Linked DNA regions of Mus musculus: regions 1, 3 and 4 are each linked to region 2. Evidence: chromatin contacts called from public HiChIP or PLAC-seq data. All regions are on one chromosome and are shown on one strand. The core of a region is the stretch at or near the end of the contact, and the rest is flanking DNA. Distances in the headings are between cores, read along the strand shown.

What was found. HiChIP or PLAC-seq counts read pairs in DNA pulled down with a chosen protein or histone mark.
Region 1: a contact with region 2 is called in an H3K4me3 HiChIP or PLAC-seq map of craniofacial prominence, with 4 times the contacts expected there. The contact joins two enhancer-like sites. A contact is called at or near these places in 1 of 15 datasets of contacts at CTCF or cohesin (the NIH/3T3 cell line), 2 of 484 Hi-C or Micro-C datasets (embryonic fibroblasts and group 2 innate lymphoid cells), 10 of 115 datasets of contacts at active chromatin or transcription factors (T-cell acute lymphoblastic leukemia, cardiomyocytes, craniofacial prominence and 7 more) and 4 of 9 other capture datasets (adipose tissue, embryonic stem cells, embryonic tail and 1 more).
Region 3: an H3K4me3 HiChIP or PLAC-seq map of embryonic basal ganglia shows a contact between it and region 2, with 4 times the contacts expected there. The contact joins two enhancer-like sites. A contact is called at or near these places in 3 of 484 Hi-C or Micro-C datasets (cerebellar granule neurons, embryonic stem cells and nephron progenitors), 7 of 115 datasets of contacts at active chromatin or transcription factors (VIP interneurons, embryonic basal ganglia, embryonic forebrain and 2 more) and 2 of 9 other capture datasets (embryonic stem cells and embryonic trunk).
Region 4: a contact with region 2 is called in an H3K4me3 HiChIP or PLAC-seq map of embryonic basal ganglia, with 4 times the contacts expected there. The contact joins two enhancer-like sites. A contact is called at or near these places in 14 of 484 Hi-C or Micro-C datasets (B cells, the CH12 cell line, LSK cells and 5 more), 4 of 115 datasets of contacts at active chromatin or transcription factors (double positive thymocytes, embryonic basal ganglia, embryonic midbrain and 1 more) and 1 of 9 other capture datasets (embryonic trunk).

Annotation. Positions count from the first base shown.
Region 1 is chr5:111,796,613-111,801,318 of GRCm38.p6, reverse strand. Gm36535 (a long non-coding RNA gene) reads right to left here. Exons shown (of 2, transcript XR_003955955.1): 2 at 1-448. Among named protein-coding and RNA genes, the nearest start is that of Gm36535, 5.6 kb to the right of the region's middle. Within about 2 kb of position 1,483, at least 171 of the 459 cell types and tissues checked have an H3K27ac peak or open chromatin away from gene starts, as enhancers often do. A contact at or near this core is called in craniofacial prominence and embryonic tail, where this site is marked.
Region 2 is chr5:111,391,097-111,396,513 of GRCm38.p6, reverse strand. No RefSeq gene overlaps it. Among named protein-coding and RNA genes, the nearest start is that of Mn1, 23 kb to the left of the region's middle. Within about 2 kb of position 2,508, at least 85 of the 459 cell types and tissues checked have an H3K27ac peak or open chromatin away from gene starts, as enhancers often do. A contact at or near this core is called in craniofacial prominence, embryonic basal ganglia, embryonic tail and 1 more, where this site is marked.
Region 3 is chr5:111,841,000-111,845,898 of GRCm38.p6, reverse strand. No RefSeq gene overlaps it. Among named protein-coding and RNA genes, the nearest start is that of Gm29935, 50 kb to the left of the region's middle. Within about 2 kb of position 2,663, at least 33 of the 459 cell types and tissues checked have an H3K27ac peak or open chromatin away from gene starts, as enhancers often do. A contact at or near this core is called in embryonic basal ganglia, where this site is marked.
Region 4 is chr5:111,678,150-111,683,025 of GRCm38.p6, reverse strand. No RefSeq gene overlaps it. Among named protein-coding and RNA genes, the nearest start is that of Gm36434, 17 kb to the right of the region's middle. Within about 2 kb of position 1,460, at least 36 of the 459 cell types and tissues checked have an H3K27ac peak or open chromatin away from gene starts, as enhancers often do. A contact at or near this core is called in embryonic basal ganglia and neural stem cells, where this site is marked.

The DNA of each region.
Region 1 (4,706 bases), core at 234-2,733, 410 kb before region 2:
TGTACTACAGCAGGAGAATTGGGGGAACCCTGAGACACAGCTGGGGACACACACTGCAGCAGGGGACATGGGGACCCTGAGGCACATCTAGGGACATGCACTGCAGCAGGGAACATGGGGTCCCTGAGGCACAGCTGGGACATGCACTGTAGCAGGGGAATTGGGGGACCCTGAGCCACAGCTGGGACATGAACTGCAGCAGAGACAGGCTTGGTGATAGCTTTGTTCTCAGGGGAAGTAGGGTCCCTTAGGCACAGCTGGGGACATGCACAGCTCCAGCTTGTCTACCCTCGATCCAACTTACCATGTGGCCGATGGAGAAGCCTAGAGGAGTATGGAACTCGGGCAGAAGCCAGCTTCTCTCTGTGGATCTGAGCTTCCTGACTATTGATGTCCCCGAGCTTGAGACTCAGTTTCCCCACTTTCAAAGTAGAGACCTCCCGATGACCTAGGAATAACTTCCGTGTACAGAACAGTCGACACTTTATGAGGTGACCCTCACAAGCCACTCAGCACAGCGCCCCACCATGGCAGTTGGGGGACACACACTCTGTAGCATCTATCTCGAATGAGCCCTGTGAACAACCTGGTTCATGATGACAGGATGCAGCCACCATGCGCAGGGTCCCTGAGTGAAGACGTGACAGAGTTGAGCAAAGGGTGTGTCTGGAGCACAGCGGACGCTCTGCGAATGAGCACTAACATCCGTGTCAAGTGTTATTAATTGTTATCAACATCACAGACACTGCTGACATCTGTATTGGGTACCTAACATTCACAGTCTAGGAGAAATGATCTCTGAGTTCCTGACATCTGGGGACTCTGCACATCACAGGGGAGAGGATGCTTCCATTCAAGGGGTTTCCTTCAAGAATAATGAGGCCATCGTTTGATGGGTCAAACACCAGGGACCCTGGTATGTGAGAATCCAGAAAAGAAAAGAATGACCCTTAGGATCAGTGTCTCCCAAGCACGGCCAGGGGTTGACTTACACTGTTGATCTGACGCTCAAATGGAACTGGGTGTCCTGTGTTTCCACTTGCTAGACCATAAAACCACTGGTATCCATGACAACAGCTCCTGTAACTTGAGGAGCCCAGTGACTCCCCAGGCTGCAGAGCTGGCCTGCCAAGGCTCTTGGCCTAGGCCCTGGGCTCAGTCACTTCCTGTGGCTGGCTGTCTTGAGCAGGGCTGGGCTTCTCTGCTCAAGTCGCATTAGGCCAGCTGTCTTGACTCCTGCGTCCTGGTGGATTCTAAAGTCTGTGGACGATTTTGTACAAAACTCAGGAACGTGGACCTTGCTGTGTGCACTTCAGGGTCCCAGGCGAGCCACCTGCTCTGGCACACCGTGGTTGGGTCCCCGGGCCCCGGCTGTGGTTGTAATATGACCCAGTCCAAGGCAGACGGGTGCTGACTTGCAGTGAGCAAAGCAGCCAGGACAGAGCAGCGTGGAGAAGGAAAAGAATCCGAGATGAGGCAAGCCTGGCCTCGGGTGACCTGGCCCGAAGGCGGCCAGCCAAAGCTGGGTGTGGAGACCTTCCTACGCACATCCTAGGCTGGCAGAAGGCTCTTGAGGTCAATGCCAAGGTCAAAAGCAGGCACTGAGTCACCTGGAGATGGGATTCAGGACTCTCTGTCCCAGCCCCAGCCTGGCCTCTTTCTCTGGCTTGTTGCTCTTCTCCTCCCTCTAGGCTGCCTCTGCCGAGAGAGGGTCCCTGAGTGGGTCCCTCCAGCCAATACTCTGGAGGCATCCCACCCTGGACTCGTGCTTTTAAAGCTGGTTTCTCTGAGTTACAGGCCAGAACTGGGTTCCCAAGCCAGGCTCTCATCACAGGAGAGGCATGGCTAGTGACCTTCAACTGTGGACCTTATTCAAACAGTGCACAAAACTCTGATCCTAAGGAGAGGCTCAAGCTGCAGATAAAAACCCCTTCCTTCCTTTTCTTCTCTCACTTCTCTCCCTCTGCCTTTCTCCCCCTGTCTCCCTCTCTTGAGGAAGGAAGGGCTCTTAGGAATGAGACAATTTACAAAAGGTTCTGCACAGCCAAGGCATCTCTAGAGCATTCTCAGGGCTCAGAATGATCGGAGGCAAGGAAGGCAGAGCGCCTGGCCAAAGGCCTGCAGCTCCATACGAGGGCTCTGCCGTGGCTGTGCAGCCTCTAAGGGTTTTGCTCTCCTGGTTTGGTTTGGATTAGATCAGAGGGGCCAGTCTGGGGGCCTAGTTGAATATCCCTGTGCTAGCCCATCCCTGAGAGTGCTGGTGCTGGGACATGGAGAAGAACAAAGTATAAGGACCCATAAGGACCATCCATGGGTGTAAGTAGGAGGTGACGCCCGCTGGGGAAGCCCCGGGGTCGGTGGGAAGGCACAGTATAAATGTGTCCATCATGGGGAGGATACCCCACCACCTTCCAAGCCACTAGAACCAGGAACCCACTATGTTGGAGGAAAGAAACTTTGGAATCTTCTGTGGGTGCAAGGCAGAGTCCTGGTCCCCTTCCTCTACTGATTCAGACTTAGACTCACACTATCTGTCTAGAGATATAACATATCGGCCAGTCTTTAACAGACATTCACGCTGCCCTGGTGTGTAGAAGTGTTTCCAAGCTTCACCTATACTGAGAGAATTGGAGTTCAGAGAAACAGTGAGCCACGTGAGAACACACAGCAGGATTCCCTGGGAACCAGAAGACAGGACAGGCTTGTTCTGGAGTGGATGGATGGATGGATGGATGAGTGGACACAGACAAATGGATAGATGGATAGATAGCTAGATAATAGGTGAAGAGATGGTAGATAGATGATAGATTAGATAGATGACAGATTGATAGAGGGATTCATAGATAGATAATAGATAAATAGATACATTATGATAGATTAGATAAATAGATGGTATGTTGATAGATACATAGATAGATGATTGATAGGTTGATAGATTGATAGGCAAATACATAGGTAGATGATAGAGATAGATGGATGGATAGATAGATAGATAGATAGATAGATAGATAGATAGATAGATGATAGACGATCGACTGATAAACACATAGATGATCAACAGATAAACACATAAATAGATGATAAATAGGTAATAGGTGGGTAGACAGGTTATAGATAGATCGATAGATGGATGGGTGGGTGGGTGGGTGGGTGGGTGGATGGATGGATAGATAGATAGATAGATAGATAGATAGATAGATAGATAGAATAGGTAGATGGATGGATGGATGGATGGATGGGTGGATGGATAGGTGGATGGATAGGTGGGTGAGTGGATGGGTGGGTGGGTGGATAGATGGAATGGATGGATATAGATAGATGGATAGGATAGGATAGATAGATAGATAGATAGATAGATAGATAGATAGAATAGGTAGATGAATGGGTGGATGGATGGATGGATGGATGGATGGATGGATGGATGGATAGGTGGGTGAGTGGATGGGTGGGTGGGTGGATAGATGAATGGATGGATATAGATAGATGGATAGATAGATAGATAGATAGATAGATAGATAGATAGATAACTGGATTAACAACTTAAAGGAATGGGATAATGAATTAATGTAAACACAGATAAATAAATAACAACCTGTTTGGAGTTTGTGAAGAGATGAGTCTGGGTTGGGGATGGTTGAGACAGAACTGTCCTGACTCATTTGACAACACCCTAGCTGTCCAAACTGTGCAGTTTCGGCCCTACAGTTTCTGGCCCTACAGTAGATTGAAGCTTTTACTTTTTTTTTTTTTTTTTTTTTTTTGCTTTGTTTGTTTGATTAGTTGGTTGGTTAGTTTTTTTTAATTCTACATGCTAACAGAGAACAGTCACAGAGCTCTTCCTCTTCCAGATGCCTCTTAAGTAGCACCAACCTCTGCCAGGCAGCCAGGTATAGGCCAGCAGAAGCCTCTGTGCAGGGAGAACTCAGTGCAGAAAGCCAGGGACGGAGTGGACAGGCATCCTGATCCTCTAGGGAGATGGATCAGGCTACAAACCCCAGCTCCAGAGGCCACACTGACCTGACCTGAGATATTCACTGATCCTTGTAACAGGCTGTGAGGATGGGTATAGCCGGCCCTCGTGGAATTAACCCATAGTGGGGGAAACAAAATCTTGCAAGTCAAGACAATATCCCTGACATTCGAATAAAGGTGTAGAAAGAATGAAGTATAATTACTGTGCAACAGGCTACCCAGAGCCTAGTAGCACACCCATCATGGACGCCTGGTGAGTCACCAGCACTTTCACTTCTGTAAGCAGGTCCCCTTAAGGGGAAGGAATGAAAAAGTTAACTTTACAGAGAAAGGCTCAAAGGACATGAGGACTCATTTGAAAAACCACAGATTGAATGGCTAGAGGAGGAGACCAGCTTAGCACGACAAGCAGCTAATGTCCAGGGATGAAAAAGTGTGGCCAGGCAGTCATGGGGGGAGACTGTCAGGGGAAGACACAAGGTGTGTAGGACTCCAGAGCCACCAGAGGTGGGTTGCAGGAGCCCATCGGAGGCTCAGAAGTGATCTTTCCAGCTGACTCCCACAGTCTGGTGTGAGTGGTCCTGTTAACACCACCATTGGAAGAAATGAAGCCACTGAGGCCCAGGGAGGTTGAGGAGACTCGCACCCCTTCCCCTAACAGCCAGAGTTCAGACCTGTATCCAAGTAAGTCAGCTCCATAATCCTGCAGAGGAGATGCCATTGAACATATGGGG
Region 2 (5,417 bases), core at 1,259-3,758:
GAGGAGCCTTGGAGTGTGGTGATTATTCTAGGGGACAGGATCAGCCACTGCAGAAGGGACCTGAATGGCAGGTCACAAACTAGCCAGGAGGAGGCAGTGTAGCTGGAATAGAACAAGACATTATGAGCAGAGGGACCAAGGAATCTGCGCATGGCCCTGTTTTGTGGGACAGCATTGAGCACAGGCATGTGACCTGTCTACTTTAGAATCAGGAAGCTCCTCTGAGGGGGAGGGAGGAGCCCTAGTCAGGCAGTGAGAAAGGGCAGGTCCTCAGAGTTTTCTGAGGGTGGAGACCACAGCATCCAACACCGGTGCAAAAGGTGTGACTGCCCCAGCCAGGGAGCTGGATGGAGCCAGCGTCCAACTTGGCTGCACCCTTACCTCCCTCTACCGCAGCCTGCGCCTGGGGCTTTAGTTAGCCCACCTGAACAAACACGCGCTGCCTGCCACTGAAGCCAATGGGCTCCAGCCAGAGGCTTTGGTCCTGCTGGATGGACCCTAGGCTCCTTTTGGCAGCTCCTGATTGGCTGCCGTTCTCTTGCCAACAATGCATTTCAGGGGCCCACTTAAAAGTCTTTCCATCTGCACCGTACAGGCAGCCCCGAGCCACTGGAGATGGCATGCGGCTTTGAGTGTGATGGGTGGGGGGGCCGGCCTCTTGCTTTCTTGCCCACAGCCTCAGTTGCTGAGGAGCCTCTGAGATCTGCCTGCCTTATTGCACTGTGTTCCATCTGGAAACTTTCAGGGTCTTGTTTTTTTTTTTTTTTTTTTTTTTTTTTTAAACACACACACACACACACACACTCCACTTCTTTTGGTTATTTGAGAAAGGGCCTCCCTATGTTGATCTGGCTGGCCTGGAACTCACTACATAACTAAAGCCGGCCTCGGAGATCTGCCTGCTTCTACCCTGGGTTCAGGGATTAAAGGTGTGCGCCAATACACTTGGTTCTTACTAGCTCCTTTTAAGTCTAATTCCCATGTGTAGACTCTCTTTGATCTAATTTCTCATCAAGTCTTCCCTCTAAACCCAAAGGCACACGAGATGTCAGGCCATGGAGTCACTTGAGACTCACTACTGTGGTTGCCAAATTCATGGGCCCTGTCAGAGTCACCACAGAACACACCACAATGTAGGACTTTCAGAGTGAGCTCCAGAGGTTCTCTCTGCAGATCTAGAGTAGACAGGGCCATAGGGTAGGCAACTGTCTCAGTTTGCCCAGCTCTGAATGGTACAGAGGAGATAGGGGCTCAGCCAGAGCAGCCCTGGGTAAACTGGGTTGCTGGACCCATCTGGTACAGGGAGCCCTGAAGAGTCAGTACTCCCAGGTGGTGAGATGCAGGGCTTCAGGCTTCCCTGCACCACATGCTGAGACCCAGGAGGAGTCTAGGACAGGACGGAGCATACACACAGAGGCAGTCGATATTCCCCAGAGTGAAAGCAATTCCCCCCTACCCCAAGATCTGCCTCTGCATCCTTCAGCATAGCAGGTGAGCATGATCAGTAACAATTAAAAAGTGTTGATCAGCTCATCTGAGTGGGGACAGCAGACTTGTTGGTATTTCAGGGGCCAAGTTTCCCAGCAGCCCCCAGCTGGGCACAGCTGAGCTTTAGCTTCTGGGAGCTGCAGGGTATTTGGAATAAAGGCTCAACCTTGGAGAAGTATTAATGAAAATGTCACAGGCACTAAAGTCAAAGCAGATGTGAAGCCAGCTACACAGGCAGACCTAGCTGATAAGAAACAGCCCAGGAGAGAATAAAAACCTCTTGAGATTAGGTCAAGGACAGAAGGGGGGAGTAGGCACCCAGGGGTCCCCCCATGGCAACTCAGGGGAGCCTGTCGTTCCTGCAGAACAAGCTGACATTTCTGTGCTGCCGTGTTATATATTGACATCCCGACAGGGCAGCGTTTGGAGGCCTCCACATCAGCAAATAAATATTACGTCTCCATCTTCAGCTAAGCAGAGCTGTGGTGCATTCCTATTACTTCATGTGGATTAACCATCTGGAAGTTGAATCAAGCCACAGAGTAAAGAATGGGATCCAATTTTGCATTCACCAAAATAAGCCGTACTAGTCTCAATTTATGGCAGATGGTTATGCAGTCTCAGCGGGCCAAAGAATCTCTCTGCAAAAGAATAAAGTTCATGCCAATTACTGTAATAGGAACCGGTACAACAACTGTGTGAAGCTGACGAAGATCGCAGTGATCGCTGAACAGCTCGTAAACCGTGGGGGGGCCAGGGAGCAATGGGCACCCAGTTAATTCATTAAGATAACGGGAGAGACGAGAAAGCACATGCAGTCATAAAGCAGAAATGTTTCCTCGCAAAATGGGAGAGAGTTGAGAGGCTGTTGTTGGGTCACTCGAGCCACAGGCAGGGGGGAGGAAATGGTTAACGGCAGGAGGCACTCAAGCCAGGAATGGGTTAAATCCTGGGCTGCTCTGTTCCAGTCATTCAAAGCAGACCTGGTCTCAGAATCTGGCGTGAGGCCATTGTGGGTGGAGCCTGGGGGTGAGTGGCAAGAATGAACCGGTGGGAACATTGCAGGCTGCTGCCAGAGGGCCAGGCATACATGCACACCTTTGGGAAAGCGTCTTTGGCTGCAGCAAGCTCAATATGCCTGGATGTACCTGTCCATGGCAGTCTGGGGAGAACGGAGCACTGTATGGAAAGAACACTTTGAGTTCTCCCTGTGAGACTGGCTTCAGGTTACAGCACTGCCTGGCTCCTATACAATGGCCCAGTGTTTACATCTGTCTTTAGATGAAAACTGCTATACTCTTGTAACAGGGTGACCAACGGTCCCTGTTTGTCCATGACTGTCTTGGTTTTAGAGTCAAAGTCTGGCCTCCCAGGAATCCTTTGTCCTGGGCAATGCACGCTGGCTGGTGACTCTAGCTAAGAGCCCAACCAGGGCACGAAGTGTTGTTTTCATGTTTCCTTGTCACAGAGCCATGTCCCATGTTAGTGTCGACAATCCAGACTTTCACTGGCGGGACACCAAGGCTCAGAGGGGTCAAGCTTCATTTGGGGCCTATTGTTCAGTAACGGGGGTGGGTGGGCAGGCATCGGAGTACATGTGCGAGACGCCAAAGCCCTTCAGCCAGCATGGCCTCTGGCAGAGTGTGAGCAGACAGCTCCATGCTAAGACTCCGTGGTTTCAAGCACACTTGCAGGGCTCACTAGCAGGAGACGGGTAGCAACAGTAAGGCCTCCGAGCAAGCACAGGGTCACCATCTCATCCCAGCACTTCCCCACCTCCCAGCATCCTGAGATGATGGCTGCCGCATAGCTGAGCCTTGGGGTAGATCGCAATGAGATGTGAGATCTAGGGCAGTGAAGTCCCACCATGGACAGCACTAACATGCACAGATCCAGACCTCAACCTCATGAGTAGAAAAGCTGTGCCTGTCACTCAGTAGGGGCTGAGAGGAAGACTGGAATCCCAATAGATCCCATATTAACAGGATCCTGAATTCATGGCCCACTAGACCGCCAACAGATACTGTCCTCAGCCAGATAGGCAATGCTGGGCAGGAGTGTAGGGGAAGTGGTCTCTGGTGAAGTAGAACAGCCCTGACCTCAGGGTTGCTCCACCCGGGGATTTACAGGTCAGGCTCCCCTGACACCCCAACTGCTGTCAAGCACACTTAGAAGGAACACACCACAGGCTCCTGGAGACCCCTCATGTCCACAGCACTAACACAAAGCCAGCTGGAGGTTGGGGGGAAGACATGGTACTACTGAGGTAGGGGGCCTCAGTAGGGGGGCAGAGCAGTTACCACCCCTTCCATATTAGTGAGACCTCCGAGTGTGGAGTCTTAGGGTTTGCCTGCCACCATGGAGAAGCTCAGCTGTGCCTCAGAGGACTTTATGAGGAGACATTATGAAGATGTTGGTTATCAGAGGTGGCACATGCTGACAATCCAGCATGAAGTTGGATCTTTTGAGTTTGAGGCCAGCCTGGTCTACAGAACAGGGCTACACAGAGAAACCGTTGTCTCAAAATGCACGCACACACACACACACACACACCACACACACACACACACAGACACACACACACACACACAGACACACACACACACACACACACACACACACACACACACACGTGTGCGCGTGCACGCGCTGAGCGGCAAAGCTGTTCTGCTTTTATGCAATCCACATGCCTGAAGCTCTGCAACTGGAGATTGGAGTCTGGACAAGCAGGTGATCTGTGGGACCCTTGATCAGAAGGCAGTCTGCCTCCAGTTTTAGCAGATGTACAGACGGTAACACCTACCTTACAGACATCGTAAAGCTGCAAAACCAGTGTGGGGTCTCCTTGGACGGCCGGCATTGGAGTTGTTTTTGAAATCAGATGGGGCTGGTAAGATGGCTCAGCGGGTAAGAGCACTGATTGCTCTTCCAGAGGTTCTGAGTTCAAATCCCAGCAACAACATGGTGGCTCACAACCATTCGTAGTGACATATGACGCCCTCTTCTGGTGTCTAAAGACAATGTACTTACATATACTAAATAAATTCTAAAACAAACAAACAAATAAACAAACAACAACAAAAAAAAAAATCAGATGATGTCTTAAGAGAAACAACTGTGGGCAGAGATCTAAAAACCTTTTAGTGAGGTGTTACCCTGCCCACGTGGGGCCACACGCCTCACCCTGGGGTGGATGACGCCATACCTCTCTCTGTGATACCAAGGCTCTCTGCCTGCTCCAGGGGCAACATGAAGAGCTGTCTAAGACTGTGGTACCAAAATCTCAATGAACACCTTGGCCGTTTACAGAAAGCTCGCCAGACCCTGATCTGTGCAACCACCGTGACCACAGCTGTGCTGGGGCCTTTCACAGCTCCTCTCCTGCAAGGACTCATGGGACTGGAGGTTAGCTGGCACAAACTGGAGGGGAACCAGGCACAGCAGCACCTCTGGGTGGGTTACAAAGTAAGGGAGGTGCTCAGATGACTATAGCATTCAGAGATGCAGGGAGCCATCTTGCCATGGGCCATTCAGTCAAAGCTTCTGTTTTACATAAACATTAATGATCCGCTCCTGTAGGCCACGCCTCCATTCTGCTTCTCCAAGCCTTCCATGGTCTGAAGTGTAATATTATTTTACTATCAACATACAATAGAAGATCAACACACAGGCAACATGTGAGATGTTTGATAGCTTCTCAAAAACTAAAGCAAACCCCACCAGAAGCCACAGCACAAAGCCTAGGTCAACAAGTTGGGGGCATCACAGCACACGGCCGAGAATTTAATCAGCATCGTCATCATCTTCAATGGCTTCTATGAACTCACTGGTGTGCCACCCTGCAGCTCTGGGCTTGTGCTGGCTGGAAATGAAATGCTTGCAACTGTTTCTCCGAGTACCACAGATAGGGCAGCGTGCCAGCACCGTCG
Region 3 (4,899 bases), core at 1,414-3,913, 450 kb before region 2:
TACCAGCAGCCAAGAGTGGTATGGCCTCCTGTGGACAGGTGGACATCTTCAGCAATCCTTGGATGTCACAGGTGCTGCACTTGCAGGAGGCTTGAGCTACCAGACAGGGGAGGAAGGAGCCAGAGCAGGATGCCAACTGTCTTTTTGGTGTTTGGGGACAGAGTTCACTCAGAAGATTCTCAGGCTTGGGATCTTAGAGAACGCAGCTAGTCTAACAGCTCGTGGGCTTATGCAGTGTGCGCATCCATGACAACCCTGTGACTGTGGCTGCCCTACCCTCCACACTATAGCTTTGAGCTGTTTCCCTGTGGGTACAGTGCTAGATTCTGAACTACTGCACTGCGGAGCAATTGGCTCAAAGTTAAAGCGACCTCTGGACCAGAGGGTGCGGCGTGGAGGTCAACATGGCTCTCGGGGTCATTTTCAGCTGCTTCCACAGAATACCCAAGACTGGATAATTTTCAGAAAACAGAAGTTTATCTGTTTTCTATATACCTCACGGTTCTGGGGATCTGAGCTAGCTGATGTGCTAGGTGGGCAAACAGGGTCCCATCTTCTTGGTCCCATCTCACCAAGATGACCAAAGGGACCCCATCCTCATGAAGGAACTCTAATAACCTCGACGAGGCACCTCTGGATGCCATCAGCTAGGGGACTGGGGAGAGGACATTTCAAGCATGTGAACTTGGGGATGGCCTCAGATTTTCCTTTACAGTGAGAGTTGAGTCCTGGGAAGTGTGTTGGCCTTGGGGAGAGCTTGTATCTCCTTAGCTGGGCAATTTCAACGGGAATAATAGAGCTTTCCTTTACCCCGCCCTCCCTGCTTTCTCATCCTCTCTCTTCTCTCTCCTGCACCTCTCTCTGTTCCTTTGTCCCCTCTCCCTCATTTTTTTCTTTTCCCTCTTTTTTCTCTAAGCTGTGATGAGCACACCATCGGCTCTGTAACTATCCAACCTTCTTTTTCTTCTCTGTCTCTGTCTCTCTGTGTCTCTGCCTCTCTCTGTTTGTCTCTGTGTGTCTGTCTCTCTCTCTCTCTCTCTCTCTCTCCCCCCCCCTCCCCTGCACTCACTTTGGAGGCAACAAAGAAATCCTCGTTGAATAATTCATTCAGAAACTCAAATGTAGCCTCCTCCCCCTCCCCAACTGCCACACTGCATTGGGAGGTAGATGCCCATGGAGGTAGGGAGGGACCTGCCTCCTGGGAAGGCTGGTGAGCTGTGTTTGGCACAGGTAGGGATGCCTGGTTGTTGCTTGGCAGGGAAGGACACACCCCGAAGCACTGGGCTTGGGGACTAGGAAGGGGACTGTGCTTCATAGAAATGGAAGACAGCCGAGGTGGAAGGCACAATGGCTCTCCCACAAACTCTGCAGACAGCCCCAGTCTGTGGAGCTCCTTCAACTTGGTGGTTCAGTGGGAATTGAGCAAGTGGTGGGAATCCCCAGGGACCTACAGGCACTGGACACCCATGGTGTCCTGTGTCACCACAGGTCTCCCCTTTGTGATCAGCTCTAATTTCTCAGGAGTCGGGCGTCACATGCTTGCTACAAACCCCCCTTGGCACCTAAACGCCGACAAAGGTTTTCAAATAAAATATGAGCAAAGTATCTGTGACGGCCACAGCCCTGAGCCCCAAATGTGTTTGATAACATGGAAGCCCTGTGGGTGTCTGACTTTCACCCATGGGGCCCCATTTGGCCAGCGGGTGCCTTGACATACCCCCGGTAGAACAGGTGACCTTAAAAGCCACCGTCTAAATATTCCAGCTCCCGCAGAGCCCAGCCCTACCTGCCACGTGGCTGGGTTTATTTTTAAAGTGGAGCCCCCTTGTCTGTCTGCGTGGGTCTAGATGGGCGGAGTAAATAATTAGAACTGATTTCTCCTCACCCACTCATGAGAGAATAGGAGGCGACATTTGTCTCCGTGTGGGAAGAAGAAGAAAATGAAAGAAAGAAACTTCTTTCCAACCCATGTTGGGTTCTGTGGAGTGTCTCCTCCATCCTTGGACTGTGTCACCAACGTCTTTTGATTACAACATCGGCTTGGAGAGACACTAATTGTACCCTGCTTACAATGCTTGTAATTACAGGGATTACATTTGCCTCATTTCCATATGTCAACACCACGACGAGATGGGTTGGGGGGGGGGGGAGGCGGCCGGGAGCTGCTTTTATAATCGGTTATTGTCTATGGAGAGGAAAAAAAAATCTCTGCACCCAACATGAGTGAAGTGTTCTTTGTTGAAATTGGAAATAAGATTATACATAAAAGTCGTCCTCTGACATCCAGAAAACGGGCAGTTTAAAATAAATTGCGGCTGCTGATCAACTAGATTGCTGGTCCTGATCCCTCTCCGGCTAATGAGGGGGACACCACTCACCGTGCATTTCAAAAGCTCTCTTCTTAATAAAAGATGACCCCCATATCTCTCCTGGAGAAGACATTGTCCCACCCTGATTGTTTGTGACTAAGGCTTCTGGAGGGGGGGGAGAATGGGGAAAAAGGAAAGGAAGGGAAAGAGGGGAGGAGAGGAGAGGTGAGGAGAGGAGAGGAGAGGAGAGGAGAGGAGAGGAGAGGAGAGGAGAGGAGAGGAGAGGAGAGAGCACAAGTATGTAGCAAGCAGGCTCAGAGCTACTCTCATCTGAAGACAGAGGACTCCCAGGTCAATGAGCAATCAACAAACATCCCTGAACAGGACAGTGACCTGTGTTGGAGGAGCTCTGGGTGCTGGCTGCTGCAGTAGCTTTTTGAACAAAGACTTGTCTCCTGTGACACATGGGTTATTTCCATACAAAGGCCAGAGGGACTGGGAAAGAGGGACAGACATGAAAGTAAGGGACTGGGATGTCAGAGAGTAGAAGAAGCAAACCAGCCCCCTTGGGGGGCACCAGGGAGTGAGGAGAGGCAGACTCTGGGATATTGGGGTGTTCCAAGTCACACACACTGTATTATGATATAGTTGTGCACCCCCAATTTGTATGCTCAGCATCCCACCCCTCCCCCCCCCCTTTGATCTCAGAATGTGACTGTATGAGTAGACAGGATCTTGGAGAATGAAAGCAAGTCCTCGGGTGCCCTAAATCCCTCTCCTTCCCCTCCTTTCCCCTCATACACCGCATCCTCCACCGTGAACCATCGCCGGGGAACCCCCACTAAAGTCCAGGAGATGCGCAGTTCTGTGACCCGACAGCCTCTCTCTTTATAAAATGCTCTGCCTGGTGTATTTCAGTACAACACCGGAAACCCGAGATCCTGCCCCGGGCATGCCTGCTGCCAGTGTGTGGAGCATGCTCTGTTGGTTCTTACGCGTACATCGAGGTCACGTGACACAGTTTTGTTTTGTTTTTCCGTCTTTTTTTTTTTTTTTTTTTGAGACAGAGTCACCCAGAACTTGATGTCCTCCCAGAACTCGGCATCCAGGATGCTGGGGTGACACGTGTGCACCCCCATGCCCAACATCTGACTTTTCTTTTTGAATTCATGCTTCAGGTAGCACCGCCCCAATCTTGCACTTCCCAGACAGGAGGCAGAGTGACTGGGGTTCTCACAGGAAACCCCATGACGATGCCCTCACTCTCTCCCTGTTACTTTCACTGAACAGGACACAGGCTGTACTTTAAGGGACATGAAAACCCCCTATGATAATCAAGGAACTGCAGACCGCAAGGTTGCAGGCTTGGAGGCAGGGACCACACTGCCCGCCCTACATTCTTGAAGTGGGCACCCCTAGAGAAAACAGAATGGGAGGTGTTCTAATATCCGAAGCCACGAAAGGACAAGTCCCCCAAGGAGCCAGATACGTTTCAAGTCCTGAGAAAGGGGGAATGGATGCACTTGAGACCTCACAGCGAAACCACAGTGGTACCTCCCTGGGATCTACCGCAACATCTCATAAAAAAGATCGGTGGGGGCCTCGGCATCGATCAATCACAAACCATTTCTGTCAGTGTCACAGCGCTGCAATGCTTGGGGAAGCTCACAGACACATCTGCTAAATTTAAAGGCTTTGGGGTTTGAGAACAAACAAATAATAAATAAACAATTTTATAATGAAATGAAGAGGGCACAGGAGACCTTTGAGCTGGGAGATGAGGAAGCTGAGGTAAATGGAAGATGAAGTTAATGTGTCTGTGTGTGTGTGTGTGTGTGTGTGTGTGTGTGTGTGTGTGTCTGTGTTTTTGTGTATGTGTGTGTGTGTGTGCGCTTATGTTTGTGTTTGTATATGTGTGTCTCTGTGTGTGTATGTGTGTGTGTCTGTATGTCTGTGTCTGTGTGCATGTATGTGTATGCCTGTGTGTGTTTGTAAATGTGTGTCTATGTGTGTGTCTGTATGTCTGCATCTGTATGCATGTGTTTGTGTGTGTGTCTGTGTACATGTGTGTGTGTTTGTGTGTGTATATCTGTGTGTGCCTTTGTGCATGTGTGTCTGTGTGCATGTGTGTGTGTCTGTGTGTTGTGTGTGTACACATTTCTCTGGTGTGTGTGTGTGTACATATACAAGGTTTACAAGGTCACAAATAGAAGGTTGGGATGGATGGATCAGTGGGTGGATAGATGAATGGATGGATGGGTGGGTGGATGGAGGGATGAGTGAGTGGATGGATGGATGGATGGATGGATGGATGGGTAGGTGGATGTGTGAATGGATGAACAAGAAGTGAATAACATGTTTCAAAGACAGTCTGAAGGTAGTTGAACCTAGACTAGATCCTTACACAGAACTCAGTGCTCACTTGGGGGTATTTCCATAGTTAAGATGTCTCACTAGAAGGTGGTTTGAGTTTTGGGTCTTGGGGCATTCCCTCAAGCTAGAGTCTGCCCACTGTGAGGAGAGGTGATTTGAAATAGTGAAACAGAGCCTGTTGGAGAATTTGTATTGGTGAGTGGATACTTGAGGGTCG
Region 4 (4,876 bases), core at 211-2,710, 290 kb before region 2:
TCAGAAGGCAATTTGTATCATCTGTACCACAAAAAAGGAAACTGAGGCACAGAGATGCCAGGAACCCACCAGCAAAGTTGGAGAAGGAAGGAAAAGGACAGTTTATGGAACCACCACCCTATGACCTAATGGCAGGACTGGTCTCCAGGTGGGGAAACTGAGACTAATGGGTACAGGTGGAAATCAAGGCAAGATGGTTGACTGAGGCCAATAGGCACAAGTGGAAGTCAAGGCAAGATGGGTGACATACACTTGAGAGCAATGTTGCTGAGTCGCAGCAAGCCCTGACTTGGACCACAGTAGGACCACATCTCAGCAAAGGAAACTGAGGCAAAGAGGCAGCCCTTACTTAGTAGCTATCACCCAATCTCAGTCACTACCAAGCCATATCCCTGGCTTTCACCCAACCCAGGCAATCTCAGCTAGCAAGGGCCCTAGCTTCAAAAGGGTTCTCAGGCCCCCAGCCCTCCTGATGTGGATGGCAGCCAGAATCTGGGTGTCACCAGAATGTGGGTTGTAGGGAGACCCCATGTCTCCCCCAAATGGCCACACATCTTCTGGTGATCCCAGGAGCAGGAAGGAGTACTTCTGGGGGGGCAGTCCCTCAGTGTCTCCTGAGAGGGGGTGGAGGGGGGTCTCTTGAGATGGGGTGGAGGGGGGTCTCCTGAGATGGAGTGGAGGGGGTCTCCTGAGATGGGGGGTGGATATAGAAAGAGCAGAGACAAGCACAGAAAAGGAGACGAAAAAAATCTAGGGAGGAGAGACCTGCAGACAGAAGCAGACAGACAGAGAGCCTCACAGACAGAGAGACAGAAATAGATATGGAGAGAAGAGAAAAAGCAGACAGGGGAAGAATAAGAGACAGGAACAGCCAGAGACAAAGCAAGACAAGGAGAGAGACAGAGGCAGAGAAAGAAACATAAACGGGGAGACAGCTGAGGAGAAGTGACAGGGAATGTCAGAGCCAGACAGACACTGGCGTGGGACTCGGGGGATGGGGATGGGGGCACAGAGGCAAGAGGTGTGAGAAGGACAGAGGTGAGGCCTGGAAAAGCAGAACCAGTGCCCAGGATGTACAATGCAGGCTGCCAGGGGTGGGAGGTCTGTGTCTGATCTCAGAGAAGCCAGTACAGGAAAGCAATCAGAGGGAGGCTTGTGAGGAGGACTAGCCAGAGCAGAGAGGGAGGAGGGACGCAGGGTGGAGGCAAAGACTAGCCAGGACAGCAGCTGACTGAGGTCCCACCATCCTAGGGACCTCACCAGACTCCAGGATAGCAGCCCTCCAAGGTCCTCCCATTCTGTCTGTCCCCGTACCTGTGACCTCCCCGCTTGCCCCCGCCCTTGATGGCAGAGTTGGCCAGGGTCCAGGGCGGGTCAGGAAGCTGGCCCTCTTGGAGATGAGAAGATGCCCCTTTCTGCCCACTCAGTAGGCCCAGCAACCATTTGCATAAAACGATGTTCCTGCGAGGCATGCTAATGCATCCTGCTATTTTTGCCTCTCCTGGATGCTGGTTTGCATACATTTACATACCCTGGATGAATTAAGCTAGGATCATGTAAATGAACCCACTGGCTGGGGTGAGGGGTTCTGGGTTCCTGCCTCTGGAGGGTTCAGGCTGTCATAGTCTTCTCAGTGTAGACAGTGTCCTGGGGCTCCAGGACAGGTTGGCCAGGGTCAGACCTGTGCCTGTCCCTGATCCTGAGGCCAACACCGCCCGTATCAGGCTTAGGGCTACAAAATGAACTTTCAAAAAATTCATGTTCTATCTTTCCATGGCTTCCAGTGTGCTACAGTAAAGGTCAAGATTCTCCTGTGGCCATGGGACTAATACCTGCCAGGCCCCTAGATCTTTTCTGCCCTCCAGACAGCAGGAATGTGTGGCCAGAAGGTTTCTGCCTGCCACAAACCCTTTGCACGTGCAGCCCCAGTGAAATACGCTTCCCCTCTCTTCAATGCTAGTATTTAATCCGTCCTTCTCAGCCCAGGTCTCATACCAATCCCTCAGGAGACCTCCTCTGGCCTCATCATACTTAGGAACACACTTAGCCCTTGAAGCAGCTGCAAACCTTAAGGATTCGGTGTCTCTTCCTCTAGAGTATCAGAGCCTGGGGAGTATGGGGGACAGGTTTTCTTCATTACTGTCTACTTTAACTGTAACATCAGGTGTACACATTTTCTCAATTAACATTTCTCAAAGTCAGGCGCACGCCTTTAATCCCAGCACTTTGGAGGCAGAGGCACTGGGATCTGAGATTGAGACCACCCTGGTACAGACCGAGTTCCAAGACAGCAAGGGCTACACAGAGAAACCCTGTCTCGAAAGAAAACAGAAAAGAAAAAATTCTGGTGAAGAGATGGACAGTTGGGTGGATGGATGGATGGATGGATGGATGGATGGATGGATGGATGGATAAGTGGGTGAGTAGGTGAATGGATGGGTGGGTGGATGGATGGATGGACAGGTAGGTGGGTAGGTGAATAGATGGGTGGGTGGGGGGATGGGTAGATGCATGGATGGATGCATGGATGCATGGATAGATGGATGGATGGGTGGACAGATAGGTAAGAGGCTGGATGGAGGGATGGAGGGATGGATGGTGGGTAGGTAGATAGATAGATGAGTAGACAGATATACACATGCATGGGGCAGGCTCAGATAGTCAGCCCCTAGCCTGGTGTGCTCCAAACTCAAGGCCCATTGGTGCATGGGGCTTTTACACATCTGTGAACTGAACATGTTCACCATTCCAGGCATTGGGTTTAGTGTTCTGTACCTGTTATTTTTAACATCCCACCCACCCAAATCTATAAATGAGAGATGCAATGTTACAAGCTTCAAGAGAGAAAACAGAGGCTCTGGGAGGGAAAGCCACAGATCCAGGTCACAGAAAGAACTGGGACAGAGCTGAAGGTCCAACCTCGGATCTGTTTGTCCCCAGCATCCAGCCTTGCACATTTTCTAATCCTCTGGGTGACAACCATAGCTCACACCTGAGTGAGAAACCCTTCACTTTGCCTCATGAGGAGTTATATAGTGTGTAGACTGGAATACAGGAACTTAGGTCTATTGGCTGCACACACAGTGACCTGGCCCTGCCATATTTCAGGGTCCATGTGTAGACCTGTGCCATATACTTGTGTTCCCTCATATACACATCAGCCTGCAGACACTTACAGGCACACACGCGCACACAACCAGGCTTTGATGGACTGTTACACGTTCATTCGGGAAACGTTTCCTGCAGATCCGTGGTGATTCCGTGATGCTGGGAATCAGGAAGACTGTAAGAACGGACATGGCTTGACCAGTTTTTGAAAGCCATCTGGTGATTCCAACTGAATGACATTCCAGAGGGTACAGGAATCCCAGGTATCCACAGAGCACATGTGTGAGAGACCCAGGCTTCTTGTGGGCCAGATGCTAAGATATACCCCTCCCTCACCACAGTACAGATGAGGAGTCTGATTGGTCACAGAGGTAAAGCCAAGATCCCCAACAGAGCAGCCTCCTGGCTTCCTTCATAACCTGCCGTTCCCATGGTCTCAGATTCATCTGCCCCAAACTGCAACAGTTCCGCTCCACACAGACCAGAGAGGCCACTGAGTCATCTTGTCCATTGCACACAACAGGGAAACGAAGGCAGGGTAGAAGGGTAGAGTGTATTCCACTATGCTGAGGTGTGAGTGTGCCCTGGCATCCATCTGCAATCCTCCTGCCTCAGTCTCTCCAGCCACTCATGACCGGCTGCTTTAAAGCTCTCTCCTGCTTTTCACCTCACCCACTTTCTAAAATATGGTGCCCCTGATCCCTTTCTCCAAAGTCAAAAAGAGCCGGCTCCTGTCAGTCACACGTTTGCTGGGATCCCTTCTGGAATCATCCTCATTCTGCCTGTGCCTTGCACACAAGTGTGTGACTTTGCTAAGGGGAGTGCACATTTCACAGAGCCACCGCAGGGTCTTAAGGAACCACAGAGGCATATTCTACAAAGACACACACAGGCATGCATACACATGCACACACATATATGCATACACATGCACACAGTACACTCTCATGTACACACACATGCATACACATGCATACACAGAGAGACACACGTGCACATACACACACACGCATGCACACACATGCATACAACATACTCATACACACACATGCATAAACATGCCACACACACACACACATACACACGAGAGTGCACCCCCAGCAGCTGCCCTCCTTCCATACAGCATCCCTCTGGTTTCCCCCTCCAGATCTGTTTGTGCAGCTGGTGTCTTGCTGTGGGGGAGGGGTGACCACCACCAGCCTCATTAAGAATTTCCAGCCCCCCCCCCATTGCTCAAGACCCCTCTGCTGAAGTCCCCCATGTGGTGGGGAGGCCAGAGCTGCTTTGTTAATGCAGGGCCCCTGTGGGCCCCTCCTGCCTGTTCAGAGGCTTACATTCCAAATGTCCCCATCTTAGGGGGAGGAGTCTTTGCTTGGAGCCCCAGCTTCCCCTGCTGGGTGTCCAACCTGGGTCAGGCACCAAATGGGGCTCAGAAGCCCTCCCCTTCCCAGCCCTCAGCGGTATGATCTGAGCAAGGGCAGCAGTATCCAGCCCACTGAACATGCTCACACCCCATTATCACATGGACCTGAACAGGCACCCCAACGCCTTCTCAGCCTTCTCCATCCATCCTGACCACCAACTGACACCATCCCTCCCCCCAAACCAACTGTCCCATTGTCCTTCCAGACCAGCTTGCTGCCTCTCTCAGGCAGCCCTCCAGACTGTCTTCCCACCACCAGGTTGCCCACGCTTCCTTCTTACACCCTGCGAAATTCTGTCATCTTGGCAACTCTCCAGCTTGTCCAACCTGACCATGGTGGACAGG